Linked DNA regions of Danio rerio: region 2 is linked to region 1. The links are chromatin contacts, called in public HiCAR-type maps. All regions are on one chromosome and are shown on one strand. Each heading gives the region's core, a stretch centred on a gene start, on an enhancer-like site or on the middle of the called end of the contact. The rest is flanking DNA. Distances are from core to core; before and after follow the strand shown.

Region 1 (4,186 bases), core at 612-3,111:
ATAATAGTTACAGTCCAAATAGTAATATAATAGTCCAAAATCTTTACATGCATTGACCCAGAGACTGTTTAGATGCATGTCACTGATGAGAAGATGACAAATGTTTACTGGACGACCGAAATGGCCTTAAACAACCAGCAGGCACAAGACGTCAACGTGACGTTAGATTGAAGTTATACCACAACGTCATGGGGACGTTGCATTTTGTTTGGAAATGAAAATCGGGTTGATGTCACAACTCAATGTCAGGCTGACGTCATTGTCCAATGTCCAACTTAAAGCCAACCGAATATCAACATCTGATGATGTGACAGCTTGACGTTGTGGTTGCAGCGACTTTAGATGGCTAGCGATGGTTTTGGGAAACGCAACCCTGGTCAGCAGAAGTAATTAAAATACATTTTAAATCTCATATTAAAAATGTTATTCTAAAACAGCCTCCACAACTTGAGATTCTATGCATGCGCTGAAGCTCACGCTGTGTAAAGCTTTGCGCAGATTCCTGTATTTAAACGTAGGTACAGTATTTAAACTTATTTTTGTCTCGAAATCCTAGCGTTCTGAATTTTATTTTATTTTACAATTGATGAATCATGTTGCAAGGAAACCATAGCCTGTTTTGTGTTTACACAGTGGTCATGATGTAACTACAAAACAAACATCAAGGTCATTCCAGACCTGCTGTAAACGAATTCCCTGCCACCTGACTTTTCTGACAGACTTTCTTTCTCTGTCAAGTCGAGTAACATTATTAGAATAACAGCAGTTAGTCTATTGTAGTTTATAAAGGGACTATTGTCAGCATTCTTTTTCTGGTTTAAATCAAGTCTGTGTGCAGCCTAACTGTTATTATTATTATTATATTTATAAATATCCAGCAGGTTTAAAAGACATTTGAGGTATGACTGTTATGTTGTTAAACTATTTTCAAAAAGTGCACCTACAAGTAATGCTAATCACACCTTGTTTTTTACTCTTTCTGACAAATCTGAATGGCTAATTACTACCATATAATTATCATTGTTTGGTTCATGGCCATGAATTTTTCTTACAGGCAGTGTGAAGTCTCGCCCCTGGGCAATGGCGATGTCCCGGCACACTTCTGCAGTCTTGCGGAGCATGGCGAACTGAGTGATGTCTCGATGAGTGAAGGAGCCCGCAGAAAACAGAGGTTTGAATCCTGCCACCTCATTAAGATTGAACCCGATCCCCCAGAAGAGAAAAATAGCCACAGCAAGCCCTGCAACCATCTTTCCACAACTGTAGGTGCTATGGAAAAATGCAGTTATAAAATTAAACAGCCTAAAGAAATTCTTTATGAAACAAACAAAAAATATGAACAATTAACTTTTAAACAGTTGAATTAGGCTATTTAATTTACACACAAAACATTACAGAACACAGTCACCGCAAATGTCATACACAAAAACAGCCGAATTAGCGAATTTCCTGATTACCTTGTTGCAGATTTTCTGTGTGCTCTGAAACTGATGCACAGATTCTGTCTGTATATTTATACCCTTTAGCACATGCCCCGAATGCCAGTTTTACACCTTATTTTGTTATGTAAATTAGGGATTACATAAAATGATTATCCTTAGATGTGCGTGTGACTCAGAAAGAATGACATTATAAATGAGTACTTCCTTACTATTTTGGGTGTGTCAAACTGTAGGGTGTACACCTATTGTTTGATAGTGATTTGCTCAACTGGATTTAACTAGTCTCTTTTTTCCTTTTCAACACTAATTAACAGCTAAAGATGGTATCAAATACCTGCACCTGATATGCAGCCAAAATTCTTGAAAAAAAAAAAGTCTCATGTCTAATTCATAAACATGCCTGAATGCATTTATAGCATGTTTCTTGGTATGTTTTAGCTATATATAAGTGGTAGATCGAGATCACAAGTGTACAGGTAATTTTATTGATTCAGTGCTCCAAAACTGTCTTAAGACTTAAAACTTACAGTATAACCAACAGAAGAGAAACCTCAGAGCAAAAGAACGGGCTGAATAAGAAGAAAGAACAAGGTGATATTAGCTTACACAATTTCAGATGCCCCTTAAGTGAACTTTGTCTTTAATAAACTTGCAAAGAAAATCAGACTAACCGACAAAACTAACCCCAAACACACCTGCTCATACAATACAGAAAGTGAAGGTGCAATATTTACAGTAACCTTTTTTTCCTTCGATATATACTGTGTATACTGAGCACACAACTGATAACTCAAAACAAGATATGAGTGTACATTACTGGTTAGGCTGAATTTAATTTAGAGTCCAATAACATAGGAAATGAAAAAGCAGAAAACGGAAAGACAGATAGAAAGCGAGTAATGTCCACTGAAAACAGCACTGGCTGTGGAGACGGTGAGTCTCAGCGTGGCGTAATTCAGGTCAGTGGATCCTGGAGCTTCTGCTTCAATGGTGAGTGTGACGTCTGTCCCTGACTCTGTGTCAGATGGTGTGATCAGTGTGATGTTTCCTTGAGCGCTTCCTCCCGCTGCAACTAGCAGAGAGCTGGAGACAGACACACTGAAGCCCTGGTTGGTCCGAGCTCGGATTATGTAGTTTCCACCTGTAGCATTGGCGGCCACTGTAAAGCTGATATTCAGTGGTACTCCGGGCTGTGTGACATTCTGTGATTGGGCCTGTGTGGAGGTATAGATATGATAATTCTATGTTAATTATCTAACTCGTTGTGTTTTTTAACTATGATGAACAACTAAAGGCATAAAGTACAAATATTTCCATATTTTGTCATTTTCCCCATTTATTTATGCTTTTAAATTGTAATTTGGTACCTTGATCTTTCCGACAACACAGTTTGATGTTGAAAAGTTCGAAAAAAGATTATTTTATAGACATTTTTAATAGTTTGAAGTGTTCACATGGACTGCGGATTCACTATCATTCAAACAACAACAAAAACCCCATCTCTTCGAAGATCACCTGAAGGTCTTTGAACACAACTAGGACCTCCTCTCTCTCACCTCACCACATGACAACCCAAACTAAGTGTGCCTCACACAGGTGAGTGGGCTTGACAAACCACCTGTAGAAAACACGTTCTTTCATCCCTCTGACACTTTACCCGACACTTGCACCAGATTTGCCCATTTGAACCAGACACGTTCTTACAAAGAATTTATGAAGAACGCTTCACACAGGTGAGTGGGCTTGAAAAACCACCTGTAGAAACACTCTTTACTCTATCTCAAAAAACACTCTACCTAACTTTATCAACATGATGTCAGATTGACGTTGTACCCCAATGTTGTGGAACGTTGCAGTTCAGGTGGAAATAAAAATCGGGTTGATGTCAGAACCCAACATTAGACAAATGTCAGTGTCCGAAGATTTCAGTCACTTTCCAGTGCAACCTTAATACAACTAAATATCAACGTCTTAAGGCTGATTTATACTTCTGCATCAAGGAATCGGCATAATCGTCTGCTTTGCACGTAGCCGTGCAGTCACATTTCTGCGCTTTGTTTGTGTTCCTCTGCAGTAACACTTCCGAAATGCTAGTTGGCAGTAGGTTTTTAAATTCCTCTGTGTCGAGGTTCTTTGCTGGTGTTTTTTTTTTTTCTGAATGCTAAAAGTAGCTCAAACTTGCTCATTCAGAGGCGGGAACCGAAAAAATCAAAGTTTACATCTGGAGCTGCTTCACGTGACTCAAAACTGGTAAACTCTCGCAGCAATGCCAACGCTTGTCACCACTACCAAGCCGACCAATAACAGAGCTTGCGCTATTCTTCATTGCGACGTATAGTTACATTTTTTGAGAGGTTGCGCGTCATGGCCAAAGCATATGTAAGCGACTATAAATCATCCTTGATGTTAAAGCTGACGATGTGTGGAAAACATTGATCAGACGTTATATTTTGGTTGCCATACCTGACGATTAAATGTCAGTATGTGACATAAATATGACATTGGTTTAGGATGTTGGCTCAACGTTGAATTTTGGTCGCTTTCTAACACAACCTAAAATCCACCAAATATTAGCGCCATTTGATGTTGTTATTGAAAATCAAAATAATAATGTTCTTAGACACTGACTAGACATTGAATTTTGGTCACCTGACATCACGACCTTAATCTGACCTAATATTAAAAGCCCCTTTCACACAGTGATACCAGTAAATATCTGGAAAATTTCCGGAACGACTTTACCG
Region 2 (4,496 bases), core at 149-2,648, 260 kb before region 1:
TTCTCCCTGCGTTCGGGTGGGTTTCCTCCGGGTGGTTCGGTTTCCCCCACAGTCCAAAAACAAACGTTACAGGTTAATTTGGTTGGCTAAATTTTCCGAAGTGTGTGAGTGTGAGTGAGTGTGTGTCGACGTTTCCCGGAGATGGGTTGCGTGCTGGAAAGGCATCCGCTGCGTAAAAACGTGCTGGATAAGTTAGCGGTTCATTCCGCTGATTACTAAAAGGACTAAGGCGAAAAGAAAATGAATGAATGAATAGTTTATATGTTTTCCACTGCTGTGAATTAAGTCGGTTTCTCATTTCACGACCTTTAAAAACAAGATATTAAATCAATATTCACTGATATATTCTCGAACCAGCGACAGCACTACCTATGGCGCCACTGTGTCGCCCATATTTAATTACATAAAATTTTATTTGTTTGACTTTCACTCTACAAAATATGATAGAAAACAGTGTTATGTATAGTTTATAAGTATAATTTATACATCTAAATATTTATTAGGGGCCCCCAGATGTCCTGTGGCCACAAGCGGCCACCTACCTTGCTTATTGGTTTAATCTGCCCCTGTATTTCAAGTATAATAAGGTAAAGTCGGGTGCCACTTGACTAGTTTATTCAGCATCGAACTTTATTGTGTTATAAATGGAATTGTTTATGTTTTTACTGTAATAATTTTATTACTAAATGTTAAAAATTATACTGCATTAGATATTAAATATGATTTAAAGCAAAGTTTTCTCTATTTTGTAACACTACAGAATAAATGAGGAAATTCCCCTTGGCAAATTTAATGTAATAATGTTTGGTATATATACGGCCCACAGACCTCAAAGAAGTTTGGTTTTTGGCCTTTTACAGGAAAAAGTTTGGGCACCCCTGCTTTATATGAACTGAGTTCTCTGTCAAACTATCAGCTGTCCACAGCCCAGTTTTTCATTGGAGAGCATAAGAATTAAGAATTAAATTAATTAAAATGGTCAATAATTCTAGACTTTTACCCAGTTGTGTAAAAACAGTGTACACATTAAGTGCAAAACAAACCTTATGTACACAATGTGTGCAACTTATTATTTTAACTGTTCGTTCAAAGTAGCCAACTTAAAAACCTGTGTGGTTGCAGTAACTACATCACTTACTCGGTTCCTAAAACTGTCATAAAACTGATTTCCGATCAGCTTTTAAACAAATTAACTTAATCACGAGTCTTACCTGAATCATCAGCCAGTGAGATGTTAGTAAAAGTCCCATCATCTTCATCCACGTCGCCCTCCATGACCGACGTGTGCTCAGATATGTGTGTGTACGTGCAGTTAGCAACAACAACCCAACATGATAAAACAGTGAAGAAATATCTGTTAAAAAATCGGTCTTTCCTCTCATGAAGCGGTGTGTGTGTGTGTGTGTTTGCCCGGCCGTACCCTCTCAATTATTCACCATCACCACGGTTACCAGCCGGACCTGTATGGCAACTCAGGTGACAATGGTGGTGCAGAGCAGAGGGCGACGCCTGCTGAGAGATCCAAAGTTCACTGCTTTACTTTCTCAAATTACAGAGAAAGACCCCCGCTTTCACACTCCTTCAAACTCGCGGTTGGTCTCATTTAATTCGGCCTTTAGCGACACATTATCTAAAGGAAGCATCCGATGTCCTCTTAAGAACAAAACTTTAGTACGTTTTACATGGCAATATGGCAAGCCGTTTTTACATTTAATTAATAAATCACACAGGTGGGTTCTATGTTACTAGCATCATAATGGATTTTTGTGTGCTTTTGCTTCCTTTTCATTATGTGAACATAAAACGAAAAGAATTTGCATCTAAAATTGTATACTTCCATACTAGTATATTAAAAACAGTATGCGAGCTGAGTAGGCCATGTCCAAATTTTTAGTATTCGAAAAAAAAAAACTGGTAATGACCTACCTGGATACCCAGTACCTGGATGACCTATGGCTTCCGGCGAGATTCTGAAATGCATACAATGGATGCTACACTATCCCATGGGAGTGAACTGACGCAACTCATGGGGTTGGTCATGTGAGAATGACAAATGGTGGATGTAGTAAGTCTGTGTTCGATTCATATTACTCACATTAATGCTATATTGAGCGCATTTTTCTAACAATCTTATAGTCAATTCAAGCTTTAGTAGTAGGCAATTACTAATAGTGAGCAAGACACCACCTGTGTGTCCAACAAGTGGTTTGTTCAGCTCACTCACACGTGTGAAGCAAACTTAAGCGGGTCGCACACCAGAAGCGCCGCTCGGCACCGCGACACAGCGCGCACATGACAGTTTAAAGTACAGCACACCAGACGCGCACATTCGAATGATATTTAACATGAAACTAATCAGATGGCGCTCTGTGGCGCGGCTGAAAAATGAACTGCGTCCTGAGCCATGGCCGGGCGCCGCCGACAGCCAGCGACTTGCGGCGCCGGTGTGTGTATCCTGATAGAATCCTATGTTTAGAATTCTAAAATGCATGGCGCTGGCCGCCGAGCGGCGCTTTTGGTGTGCAACCTGCTTTAGATTTGCATTGTTTTGAAGTTTATTACATACAAGTATACAGGGCTTATAGTGAAGTGCTGTGCAGGTAAACCTCACTCCTCTGACCTCTTGAAGGTGCTCTAGCGACAGACGCTAGACGCCATGGCCATGTTAGAGCAACTGACTCCCATGCAGAAGGTCGTCGGTTCAGTCCCAGCTTGTAGTCGGTTGGGTGGTGCAGGATTCCAATGGGGTAACACACGCGCTGCAGGGGCCCCGGAGTTATGTTGTTTGCCCACCCCAACAAGATCCAACCCCTGGTCTTAACCTACATGGTAATTCGAACATAGGCTCATTCTGGAAATCTCTGAGAGATCGCAAATTATGTGGCCAGTCAGTCAGTAAGACAGTTAGTCGACAGCAGCCTCTGGTGGATTTAGAAGAGAACAGCAGGCATGAATGGCACGAGCGAGAGAAATATAAAGAGCCCCTATTATACATGAAATAGGGTCATATTTTGGTTTTAAGGGTCTCCAACAAAAGTCTAATATGCATGCAAGGTCAAAAACACTTTTATGGTCTTATAATCTGCATTTATTTTTACCTAATTATCCCAGCGACTCCCATATGAATCGTTCAGTGATTCATTTGTTCCCAAACCCCTCCTTAGCGCAAAGCTAATCTGCGCTGATTGAACTGATGACAGCCTGCTGCGAGTGGTCGACACTGACTGCCTTCAGCGCGAGACAGAGTGAAATGCCCTGCAGCTAATCAACAATATAAAAGCGGTCACAGTGCATACATGCTTCATAGTGTAAGGCGTGGAGTTTAGCTGCCAGGGGATGAATGTAAATAGAGACAATGGACTTGAAAATACAGACGACTAACTATTTTATTTAGCAAAAACTCCAAGAACTGGCAAGGAGATCTCCTAGCTTGTCACACTCCACCTGCTCTTTTCACACACACACAGACACATTACCCTCCTTGGAGGAGGTCCGTAAGCAAAGCGGCACGCGGCAAGTTTTCAACGTGGCTTTACACGCGATATGAGAATATAAAGAGTTAACCTGATACAGTACGCGCAGTTACAAGTGGCAAATCACATCTAAATACATTTGCAAGCTAGAGTAAGTGAGGCAACAACTTTAATCACGCGTACTTACACTTGTGAAATGGAGGAAGAAACCGATCCATGTTCTGATATAGTTCATCAGCACTCTTTACGGATCCTTCCTTTAACAAACTGCAGATGAAGTCTTCTTTGTAAGCATGTAGTGCTTACAAAAAACTGCTCAAGGCTGTGTGTATGTGTGTTTGTGGCTTGTTTTCTGTGTTAGAGGGTGGGCCCGCAGGTTTAAAATCTCCCGGGTATGTACGCGCAATAACTTGTGTTTCGTAGATACGTCATCGCGAAACACCTAATGACTATAAAAAAGCGATCTTTTTATCTGTTTTCTAAAAAAACACTATCTGTTTAGTAAATATGAGTAACTAGCATAAAATGATTAAGTAGTACTTAACGAATAATAATTAGTATATATATATATATAATGCAGTATCTAACCAGTAAGTAAGTGCTACTAAACTAGCATAAAGTACTAAGTAGCATAAAATGTAGTACAATGAAAATGAATAGTGTGGTTTATAGATTAAGTGTTGAAATGGCTTGCCATACACTGACTTAATTGGTTTGCACTTTGATCATCTTGTAAGAAGCTCTTGTAGTAAGAGTATTACTGCAAGCTTCTAAAAAAGATTGGCCGTGATGCATTGACTGGTGCTGTAGGTGCTTTCATTCTCGTTTCATTGCAGGGGTAAGAAAATGTTGACAGACTGGTTTCAGATTCTGATACAGTCAGACATCTGCAACAAATACTGCATTTCTAAAATGCAATACTATGACAAAACATTTTTTTCCAAACAGCAAAACCTGGTGTAATGAGATGAGCACAGGTTTTAGTGAGAGGGTTTAAATGGTGTTAAAAGAAAGCATAAATAC

Evidence for each region. HiCAR-type assays count read pairs that join an accessible place to other places.
Region 2: a contact with region 1 is called in a HiCAR-type map of caudal fin, with 4 times the contacts expected there. The contact joins the promoter of scoca here to the promoter of vwa10.2 in region 1. A contact is called at or near these places in 2 of 4 datasets of contacts at active chromatin or transcription factors (caudal fin and embryo).

The regions. Positions count from the first base shown.
Region 1 is chr1:43,406,689-43,410,874 of GRCz12tu, reverse strand. vwa10.2 (von Willebrand factor A domain containing 10, tandem duplicate 2) reads right to left here and starts at 1,861. Exons shown (of 16, transcript XM_680202.10): 1 at 1,458-1,861; 2 at 1,053-1,269. The coding sequence starts at 1,250. vwa10.1 (von Willebrand factor A domain containing 10, tandem duplicate 1) reads right to left here. Exons shown (of 16, transcript XM_073952944.1): 16 at 1,907-2,656. The coding sequence ends at 2,279.
Region 2 is chr1:43,661,037-43,665,532 of GRCz12tu, reverse strand. It overlaps scoca (short coiled-coil protein a), which reads right to left and starts at 1,398. Exons shown (of 4, transcript NM_001077559.1): 1 at 1,212-1,398. The coding sequence starts at 1,275.